2 separate regions of the Macaca mulatta genome follow, and region 1 is linked to region 2. A link is a contact called in public Hi-C data. All regions are on one chromosome and are shown on one strand. The core of a region is the stretch at or near the end of the contact, and the rest is flanking DNA. Distances in the headings are between cores, read along the strand shown. Region 1 overlaps TEX48 (testis expressed 48). Region 2 has its middle 77 kb from the start of TNFSF8.

What was found. Hi-C and Micro-C count contacts between places; a contact is called where the count stands out from the background.
Region 1: a contact with region 2 is called in a Hi-C map of blood, with 4 times the contacts expected there. The contact joins two enhancer-like sites. A contact is called at or near these places in 5 of 14 Hi-C or Micro-C datasets (CD4 T cells, blood, cortical neurons and 1 more).

The regions. Positions count from the first base shown.
Region 1 is chr15:43,640,117-43,645,646 of T2T-MMU8v2.0, forward strand. All of the region lies in intron 2 of TEX48 (testis expressed 48), which reads left to right. Among named protein-coding and RNA genes, the nearest start is that of TEX48, 15 kb to the left of the region's middle. Within about 2 kb of position 1,800, at least 1 of the 40 cell types and tissues checked has an H3K27ac peak or open chromatin away from gene starts, as enhancers often do.
Region 2 is chr15:43,284,038-43,289,442 of T2T-MMU8v2.0, forward strand. No RefSeq gene overlaps it. Among named protein-coding and RNA genes, the nearest start is that of TNFSF8, 77 kb to the right of the region's middle. Within about 2 kb of position 2,799, at least 1 of the 40 cell types and tissues checked has an H3K27ac peak or open chromatin away from gene starts, as enhancers often do.

The DNA of each region.
Region 1 (5,530 bases), core at 550-3,049, 360 kb after region 2:
GAACATTAGTTCTTCTAATGGCCTTTCTACATACAGTAAGTGCAAGTGTTCTCCACAGACTCCAAATTCTTAAGGAACAGAGGAAATTTGGGTCCTGTCTTTATTTCAGTGGCCAGTTGTTTTATCTAGTAGGCCGTAAGATTATTTTGATTTCCCGTTAACATTTTAGGACTCTTGGAAAATGATGAAGATATCTACACTAATGGAATTTCCCATTCCAATTGATTTTTTTCTAAATCCCCTATTTTAGATATGAGCTTTTACACAGAGAAGAAAGGGCTCCTTTTACTTATACTCTTTGCCCCAGAATGTCCTTTGAAAGTGTCCTGAAGTCTATTAAGTCACCTATTGATTCATCATTTTGTTTGTTATTAATGAATCTTTGCCCTATCTACCCTTAAGAGAAAATCTTTTGAAATAGTTTCATGTGGCGTACTTCCTATTTTTCTTACCCTCTCAAGTCCATTTTTTAAAATATTATGCTTAGATGGGTTATTTGAATCTTCTGACCTTTCTCATCCTGCTACTCTTAAACATTTTCCCCATTGTTGAAGGTCAACAATTTTTTTTTTTTTTTTTTTTTTTTGGAGTCAGGCTCTCCTGTTGCCTGGGCTGGAATGCAGTGGCATGATTATAGCTCACTGAAGCCTTGATTTCTCAGGTTCAAGCAATCCTCTCTCCTCAGCCTCTGAGTACCTGGAATTGCAGGTGCACACCACCATGCCCAGCTAAATTTTGATTTTTAGTAGAGACAAGGTATGTCGTCCAGGCTGGTCTCAAACTCCAAAACTCAAGCAATCTTCCTGTCTCAGCCTCCCAGAGTGCTGGGATTACAGGTGTGAGCCACTGTGCCTGGCTTGAAGGTCAACAACGAAATGAACTAATTGGTACAAATATGATAGTCCAAGACAATTAGTAATGAACAGAATCCTGAATCCCACAGGATACAGAAAACAAACTTTCTTTTGTTCTGAAATTTGGGAAGATTCTATTTTTACCCAACTCAACTCTTACTTGGTTTAAATTCAGCCTCTCTGGATCTACCTTCAGTGCAGAAGTTTTAGGTGGGTATTGTGCAATGTGATTGTTCCTTTCCAGAAGAATGCTCCCTGAAAAATTTATCTGGGCAACCAGGGGAAGGAATAAGAGGAGTATAAGTGGGTAGTAAAGCTCAAGTTGGGTGGAGAGAGAAAGAGAGAAGCAAAGAAAGTAGGTGTCAGAGGTTTGAGTGAGAGTAAGGTCTTTCTTTTTTTTTTTTTTTCTTTCTGAGGCCAGAGCATTCCAGACAAAGAAGCCTTCTATTATATGTTTGACCTTTTTGTCTTCTCTCTTCTCTAGAGCTCCTCTTAAATCTGATTTTTGACATCAAAACTTTAATCCTAAGTCATCTAGTAATCCTAAGTCATCTAGTGAATTTTTGCCATTTATTAAGACAAATACATGAGAGTACCTATAGTGGGAGTATATATATGGAGTTTTTCCAGGAAGAGGCAACAACCTTAATGCAGATGAGACCATGACAAGCAGGAAAGAGTACACTACAATTGATAAACAGTTTCTACTTGTGCACAGTGTCTTGAATTTCTTGGCCAAGCAGAGCCTAAAAGAGGCCATATGATCAACAACCTGAAAATTACTGACTCCCGAATATAAGCTAAAAAAAAAAAAAAAGTGACCTTCTTTTATGATTTACGAAGACAGAACACATGCTGACAAAGGTTTAGAGGGACCCAAGTCCAAGTTTTAGCAATTGCTCCTAGACAAATTAATTACCACTCCAACAAAACTCCAACCACCCAGGGCTGATTCATGGTGGGGGCTTGTCAGAGCTATGCTTCCATTCCTTTCTTATGAAGCGCTTCCTTCTACATTCAACGTACACAAGGCAGTCTGGAACAAAGCCAAACTCCATGAGGCAAGCATTTTTGTAAGTGGATGAAGACAATGGAAACTAAAGCAAGTAGCAGAATAAGAAGCAGATTAATGGCAAGGATGTTTGCTAAATGGTGCATCTCCAAAACAAAAGATCCAACTGCCTATATAAATTTCTATTTCTTTATAAATTATAGAAAAATGAAATAAATCCACTAAAGAGAGCTCAGTAAAATACATCAGAGCTCAAATCACGTTTAAAAAATAAAATCCCATGACATGACACTAAGTCTAGGGGAAGAAAAAGAAACCTCACCTGGCAGCAGATCCAAAAGACTATTGGAGATTGGGGCTAAATGGACCTAGTGAGTGCCCCCACTTTGACCAAAAAATCCCCACAATGGGGATATCTGTATGTGTCTAGCCTGCGTTGTATCTAACCACAGGGAACAGCTTATGTGCAGAAAGTTAAAAATCAGTTAGTGGAAGGGAAAAAGGAGATCTGTTGGGCATAGTTTTTTTTCCAACAGTCAGAGAAGGTTCATGTGTTTATTCAACAAATATGTATAAAGTACCGATTCTTTGCCCATCCCTGGGCTGAATGCTGAGGATACAAAAGTGAATAAAATACTGTCCCTGCTTCCATGGACATTTGTCTATCTTGTGTCTTGTTCACTGCTATCTCTCCAGCACATAACAGTACCTGGCACATGGCAGGTTTTCAGTAAATACATGTTAAATAAATGAAGAAGAAAAAAAAAAAAAAAAACTTGGCTGGGCTCAGTGGCTCAAGCCTATAACCCAGCGCTTTTGGAGGCTGAGGCAGGGAGATTGCTTGAGCCCAGGAATTCGAGACGAGCCTGGGCAATATGGCAAAATCCCACCTCTACCAAAACAAAACAAAAAAACAGACTATAACCGGGCATGGTAGTGCGAGCCTGTATTCCAAGCTACCCAGGAGGCTGAGGCAGGGAAATCGCTTGAGCCTGGGAGGCTGAGGCTGGAATGAGCCCTGATGGTGCCACTACAGTCCAGCACAGGTGTCAGAGTGAGACCCTGTCTCAAAAAATAAAAAACAAGAAAAAAAAAAGAAAAAGGAAAAAGCTCATGAACTAGTATCCAGACTGTCAACAATAGGCAGTTACAAGACGATGTTTCAGCAAGTATTTACTGAGCATTTACCATAAGTTAGGCAGTCACTGTACAATAACAGGCTGTGATACAGGAAAACACGGTGGGCCAGCACGGGAGTGCTGTGGGAGCACAAGGGAGGGACTCCTAACTCATCCTATGCCTTCCTATAGCCCCTGAGCTGAATCCTGGAGTTTAATGACTGAAGGATTGAGGTGAGAACATCCCAGGCAGAGGGAACAGGATGTGAACAGGATCCATTTAGTAAAAGGTGATTGGGTGAGCTGCCTATACAGCATCTCTTATGGCTGTAGCGTGGTGAGTGCAACCCAGAGAAAATGAGGCTGAAGAGAATAACAGTGGTGATCACAAAAGAAGTTGGATCTGCAGACTTGGGGACCCCCTTGGTGGGGCGGAGGGTTGTTGGGGCAGAGGGTTGTTGGGGCAGAAGAGAGATAGGATGTACATGTCTACCAGACAACTCCAGCTTTAGGTGGAGGCAAACAAGCCAATGAGAAAGTTTAAGCAGTGGTCCAGGTGAGAAGTGATGATGGCTTACACTATGGTGAAGGAAATGGCAAAGGATTGACTGGACAGACAGACTGAAGAGATATTTGGAAAGTAAAGTTCAAAGACTGATGAACGTGAGCAGACAGCAGGAGGCTGGCAGGCTTCTGACTCTAGAGACAGAGTGAATAATAGGACCATACCATAAAATAGGAAACATGGGAAGAAGATAGATATGCTTTGCAGCAGATGGGGAAGAAAAATAGTCCCAACCAGTAAACAGAGAGCAGAACTAAAATTGACTCATGAAACCATCAGAGTCAGCTTAGCAAGTGAATGAGGTAAGCTGTGTCCTACAGCTTGTGATATTCCTGGCACAAAAACTACCCCCCACCTCTCTACTGCCCCCAGGACCTGCAAATGCTTTTACTCAAGACAAAAATACATGCTAGTTTATTCTACAAACACCCTCAATTTTTATTCTACAAACAATTATTGACTTCCCACACTGCGCTAGGTACTGCTCTAGACACTGAGAATAGAACAGTAAACCAAAGAGCTAAAATCCATGACCTCATGTGACTTCTAATTTAGTGGGGAGAAGCAGACCTTAAGCACAGTAATTTAGCAAATAATGTAAAGTGTTAGGAAATGAAGCTGGGCACGGTGACTCACACCTGTAATCCCAACACTTTGGGAGGCCAACATGGGAGGATCACTTGATTTCAAGACCAGCCTGGGCAATAGAGTGAGACCCCTTCTCTTAAAAAAAAAAAAAATTAAGAATTTGCTGGGCATGGTGGCATGCACCTGTAGTCCCAGCTACTCAGGAGGCTGAGGCAGGAGGAGCCTAGAAGTTCAAGGCTGCAGTGAACCATGATTGTGCCACTGCACTCCAGCCTGAGCATACAGCTAGACCCTGTCAAGAAAGAGAGAGAGAGATTGAGAGAGAGATAGAAGGGAGGAAGGAAGGAAGGAAGGAAGGAAGGAAGGAAGGAAGGAAGGAAGGAAGGAAGGAAGGAAGGAAAGGAGGGAAAGAAAGAAAACGTCTGCAAAGAAAGCAAGGAAGAAAGGAAGAGTTAGGAAGTGTTGGGGTGCTGGACAAGAGGGTATAATGTTAAATACACCCAAGAAAGTCTCACTAGAAAAGGTGACATTGAAGCAAACACTTGAAGGTAATGACAGAATGTTGTAATCTAAGAGAACTGAATTCCAGGCAGAGAGTAAAACAAGCACAAATTGTTGAGTTGAGGGCTTGCTGTGTTTTAAAACTCAGCAAGGGGGCAAATGGAATTGGGGAATTGAAGGAACTGAAGACAGAGTTGGTGATGAGGGTTGTGAGTGGACAGGAGGGAAGAAGGATGATTACATTACAGAATATCTTAAGACCCAAGTGAGAACTTTGGTTTTTCTTCTGAGGAATATGCGAAACCACAGAACAATTTTGGAGAAAAGAAAGACTAAGAGAAAAAAATCTTTTTGACTCACTCCTGCAATCCCAGCACCTTTCGAGGCCAACGTAGGAGGATCACTTGAGCCCAGGAGTTCAAGACCAGCCTGGGCCACATAGGGAAACCCTGTCTCTATAAAAACTACAAAAATTAGCCAGGTGTGGTGGTGCACTCCTGTAGTCCCAGCTACTGGGGAGGCTGAAGCAGGAGGATCACTTGAGCCCAGGAGTTTGAGGCTGCCGTGAGCTGTGATCACGCCACTGTACTCCAGCCTGGGTGACAGAGTAAAACTCTGTCTCAAAAAAAAAAAAAAAAAAAAAAAAAGTTTGCATTTACCCCCACATATTTGCTATTTCTTATCCTATTCATCCCTTTCTGTAAATGTGAATTTCCATCTGGTATCATTTTCCTTTGATCTTTCAGCATTTTTTTGCACGCTGGGTCTTCTAAAGACAAATTCTCTCTATTTTTGTTTATCTTATAATGTCTTCATTTTGCCGTAATTATTGAAGGATGTTTTCATGGAATATGAAGTGAAAGGTTTACAGGTTCTTTTTTTCATCTTTATT
Region 2 (5,405 bases), core at 1,549-4,048:
GAATCCCAGGGGTCACTGAAAGCTGCATACAAAGTGTCTACCGAAGCCATTTTTCTTTGCAGCAACACTCAGAAGAACCTATTTCCCGGTCTGAGAGTCTCGTTGCCTTCAGAGTTTGGAAACAAACTGCAACCAGATGGACATATATCTTCACTGAGTTGTGTAAGGAAGTGGTCAGTTCTCCCACCCTTCCATGGCCACACTGAGGGAACAAAACCCCATACAGAGAAGTGCTGTTACATAGGCCTAAACCAGGACCAGAAGAAGCATCTTTTCCATTCCCAAGAGAGCTTCCTATCAGCCCAACATTGTCTGCAAATAACACCAAGCTGTCTGGTCGCCTCCTGATTTGCTCCCCTCACCTCTTGACATCTTCTACTCTAACATCTGATAATCAACTAAAGCTTTAGCACTCCTTTTGCACCTGCTAACTGGACTGGCCTTGGCATCTTACACCTCTTTTTTCTTTTTCTTTTTTTTTTTTTTTTTTTTTTTGAGATAGAGTTTCGCTCTGTCACCCAGGCTGGAGTGCAATGGGGACATCTCTGCTCACTGCAACCTCCACCTCCCGGGTTGAAGGGATTATCCTGCCTCAGCCTCCCGAGTAGCTGGGATTACAGGTGCCTGCCACCACGTCAGGGTAATTTTTTTTTTTAGTAGAGACGGGGTTTCACCATGTTGGCCAGGCTAGTCTTGAACTCCTGACCTCAGGTGATCCACCCAACTTGGCCTCCCAAAGTGCAAGGATTACAAACCTGAGCCACTGTACTCGGCACCTCTTTTTACATAATGACCCCAGTCAAAGTCTGGTGTATGTCTTGTTTAAACCTATCCCAAGACCTAGATACACTTGTGGGCTGATAGATTTTAAGCATCACTAGCTAGGCTGCTAGAAAAGGGTTGCAGGAAGGAAATTGCATGGGATGGAGTAACCACAGGTTGGCACCTACAAATAGTAGGTCAAGAAAGAACTCTCTGAAAAGGTAACATGAACCTAGACCTTCAATGTGGTCCATGGCATAGTTAATGCACAAAGCCTGGGGAGGAAGCATCTTGCTAAGTAAAATGGCTTCTGCCAACACTTTTATGTGCATATCATCTCTGGTTTCAGAGCCGATGCAGTGGTCAGGTTCTCCTTCAAGCACGTGCCTCTAAGGCTCTCCACTTCTCTGCCTTAGGGCTTTCTCAAGAGTATGGGAAGCCCACTCAGATCTGAGCCAGAAATATTTTCAAAGTGGAACATCAGCTAGTGAGGGAGAAGACCAGTGGACGAATGTCCCAGGCTTCTACAGGACAATTCAGAGGGGTCCTCATGGGGATCCATGGTTGCACAGAGCAGGAACTAATTGAGCATACCACATATTGGCTTTTCCTCCATCCCTGTCTTACCCTCACTCCTGGTCCCTCGCCCCTATATCCTGGGGCACCTCCTAAGCCCTTGTCTCAGGCTCTGCCTTAGGCCTGATAAGCTGAGGCAGAAGCTCACTGTGGTTACACAGTGAGAACCAGGAGCTCCATAGGAGACCAAATCAGCGAGGTCTATGTGGGCCAAACAGTGAACAGCCTCAGGAAAAGCTTTACATTTCAATCCTCAGTACCCAGGTGGTCAAGGTGATGGAGCCCACCATGGGAATCCAGCAGACAGGGTTGGAGAGTGCTGTAGCGGGACATAGGATCTGGCCTCACCAGGGCTACATAGTCTTTAGGTCTCAACTAAGATGACTAAGGCTTAGGGCAGGAATTGGGACTAGCAGGAAAGGGACACTGAGCCAGAAGGCTGCTCATAGAAACAGGGCCAACAGGGAAGCCACAAGATGCAGGTCTGACTCAACCATTATGCAAGAACCCAGAACTCATCTCTAGCACATTGGATATGGCATGAAAATAACCGCAACTTTCCTGAATGCTGCCTATTTACAGTCAGTCTGCTAAGCAGTTTTCATAATGAGCTCACTTAGACTTCAAAACTACCTTATAAGTTATTCTCCCCATTTATAGATGAAGAAATTGAGGCCACTAAACTCTAGAATGAAGGTTTAATCCAGAGTTACTGGATTCCAAATTCCATGCTCAAGACAACCAACTACCTTGCCAGGGTCTGATGGGGCTGCAGCAAGGTTCAAGGTTAGTGACTGGCCACCAAGATATAAGCTTGATGGCTGAAGGTGGGAAGGCCTGGGAAAGGTAGGAACTGACCCTCAGTGTCAAAGTGCACACACAACATGGGTCCACTGGCACCGCCTGAAAGGAGATATTTCCTTTGCCACAGACTAAGTCCTGACAGGACACAACACAACTATCTTCCCATTTACGAAGGAATGTTTCTCAAATTTGTCTTCTACTTTCAAAGCCATAAGGGAAAGGACACCAGGTAGGGGCGAGCAGGATGCTTGGCTACATGTCATGTAAAAAAGAAACCACAGCCATCCTTATATTTGCACAATATGCACCCATTTACAAAAACAATTCTAGCATCTGAACTCACAGCCCTAGGGGTGGGCAGAGCAGGCTATATAATTCCCACTTCAGAGAGGAGCAACCTGAGGAGCAGAGATGTTGAGGGGCAGAACGGTGTGGTAGAAATACCAGTCATTGGACATGAAACCAGGAATGCCTGCTCTAGTCTAAGCTCCACCCCAGACTCGCCTGGACTCACCATGGGCTTCCTATACTTGCTGGTGCTGACTTTATGGACTGCATGTTGGAGAGGGAAGAGTCCAAAGATGGAAAGAGCATTCCTGAACAGTTGCACAGAGCAGAGATCAAACACAACAGAAGCAATGAGCAAACAATACATTTTTATAGTGTTATGCCATTGAGCTTATGGAGCTGTTTTCAGTTAGCCTACCCTGACTAATATATTCCTTCTGCAGTCAAGCCTGCTTTCTCCTCTGACTTTAGTCCAGCAAATTTAGCATCCTTTGGAGATTCTATCCAGTGCTTTCTAAGTTGGATTTCACTGATAGAATGTTCCTTGGTTCCTGGACCCTGATCCTTGTTCAGTCTCTTCTCTATTACTCTGAATATCAGTAAGAAGGCAAACCCACACATTACCCAGCTCTCCTCCCTGGTGGAGGAGAGCCAGTTCCATCAGATAATCTAAAAGACTAATCACAGGGCACCAGATCCAGTCCCAGGAGACCCGGGGCTGACTCAGCTTCTAATGCACTTTGTCTCCTTATCCATGTGTCATTCACTCCATCTCTAAAATGAAGAGGTTGACCTCACTCATACCAAAGCATCCTGCTAACATTTTAGGATTCTAACACATAGACTCAAAGCACAAGAGAGAAGGATGTGAGTTAATTAGTCAAAGCTGTGAGATAATTAATGAAGGTAATTTCCCCAGACTCTGAGGGGAAAAAAATTATATCGAAGGGGAGAGAATTGTTCAAGCTGATGTCATGTTTATGAAGGCAAAAGATCAGAATGTTTCCACGGCACATGTCCAGTGGTTTGAGAGGTAGCAAATGAGAATGGAGAGGCCGTAGGTGCTGGATTTGGGCAGGTCTGGGTTCAGTTCTCACCCTTACTCCTTACTGGCCGTGTCTCACTCTGTCACCTAGGCTGGAGTGCAGTGGCGTGATCTTGGCTCACTGCAACCTCCGCCTACCGGATTCAAGTGATTCTTCTGAGTCAGCCTCCTGAGTAGCTGGAACTACAGGTGCACACCACCATGTCCACCTAATTGTTTTGTTGTTGTTGTTGTTGTTGTTGTTGTTTTTGTTTGTTTGTGTGGTTTTTGTATTTTTAGTAGAAACGGGGTTTCACCATGTTGGCCAGGCTGGTCTTGACCTCCTGACCTCAAGTGATCCATCTGCCTCAGTTTCCCAAATGTTTCACCTTTCTAAGCCTCAGTTTCCTCACTTGTAAAGTGGTACATCTCAGAAAGTTGTGGTCATTAAATGCAACCCTGTGAGTAATGCACATAGTAAGTTGCAGAAGGGAATTCCCTTTACTCTCATCATGCCAGGGTGAGGATGAAGCTGTTTTGTGAAATCAGAGAGGGATACAGGCATTTCATTTTTGCCTGTATTTATTCATTTATTTCAAAATCATATGTCAGACACTGGCAATACAGAGATGAATAAAGCATGGCCCCTGACCTCAAGGAATCTAGGTGGACAGACAGGGACATATCCAAATTATTGAGCTCCTAGTGTGATAACTACCTCATACAAGTATGAGAAAGCCAGGCTTTCCCATTCCAGAAGCATACCAAAGGTAGACACATACAGATGTTCATAGAAACATATACAGAGACGTCCACCGGAATTACAGCTATAAATTTTAAGCAATTGAAAAAAATCAAATGTCCATCAATAGGAGATCAAATAAAATGTAGCAGATGAATAACTAGAATCATTAACATGTAGTCTTTAAAGCTAAGATTAAGTGAAAAATGCAGTGACCAATGCAAATGCAGTTGGATGCCATTTAATTAAATTTTGAAACACACAATGTTTTGTATTTTTCATAGATGCATGCATGTGTGTGATTTGTGTGCATAAAACCATATATTTTTAATGAACTAGAATCCACGTCAAATTATGAACTTCGTTGTTTCTGGGAAAGGTAGAAGGAAAATGAGTCCAGGGATCATGGTCAAAAGAAACAGTATTTTCATCTGCAATGTTTTCCTGATGTTTTTAAACATCAGAGGAAAATATGATAAGGCTAGAAGGAAATACGATAAGATCTTAGCATTTGTTAATTTGGATAGTGGCAATATGTGTGAATGATCGTATTATGAGTGCTTTTCTGTATTTTTCATAAGTTTCTCAAAATAAAAGTTATGAAGTATAGCAGTGGGTCATACAAAGAAGTGATGAAAGTGTCCTTTATCTGTTAGCCTAAGTTGACTTTAAGGAAACCTCAGAAGGCCCTGGCTAGAGAACATGATCGAGGCAGGTTAGCCAGTGGTGATGAAGGCTCTTGGGGACTGTCAGTTTACCACAATGACACTGTACAGGAGACAGCACAAAGAGTTCGGTTTGAAGTTACAAAGACCTGGTTTTCAAACTTCTGTATTTACCACTTAACAGTGCGACAAGTTCACAAATGTACCCACACTTCAACTCTGATATGTATTGCTTTGTCTAATGAATCTAAGCCTTCATTTCAGTTAGCAGATAAAAGTGTGGACTTTAAATTCTATATGGTTTAGCCAGGTGCGATGGCTCACACCTATAATCCCAGCACTTTAGGAGTCCAAGTGGGAGGACTGCCCAAGCCCAGGAGTTTGAGAGCAGCCTGAGCAAGACCTCCTCTCTACTGAAAATAAAAAAATAAAAAATAGCTGGACTTGGTGGTGTGCATCTCCTTTCCCAGCTATTTGGGAGGCTGAGGTGGGAGGATCACTTGTAGTGAGCTGTGATAATGCCCTGCACTCCAGCCTAGGTGAA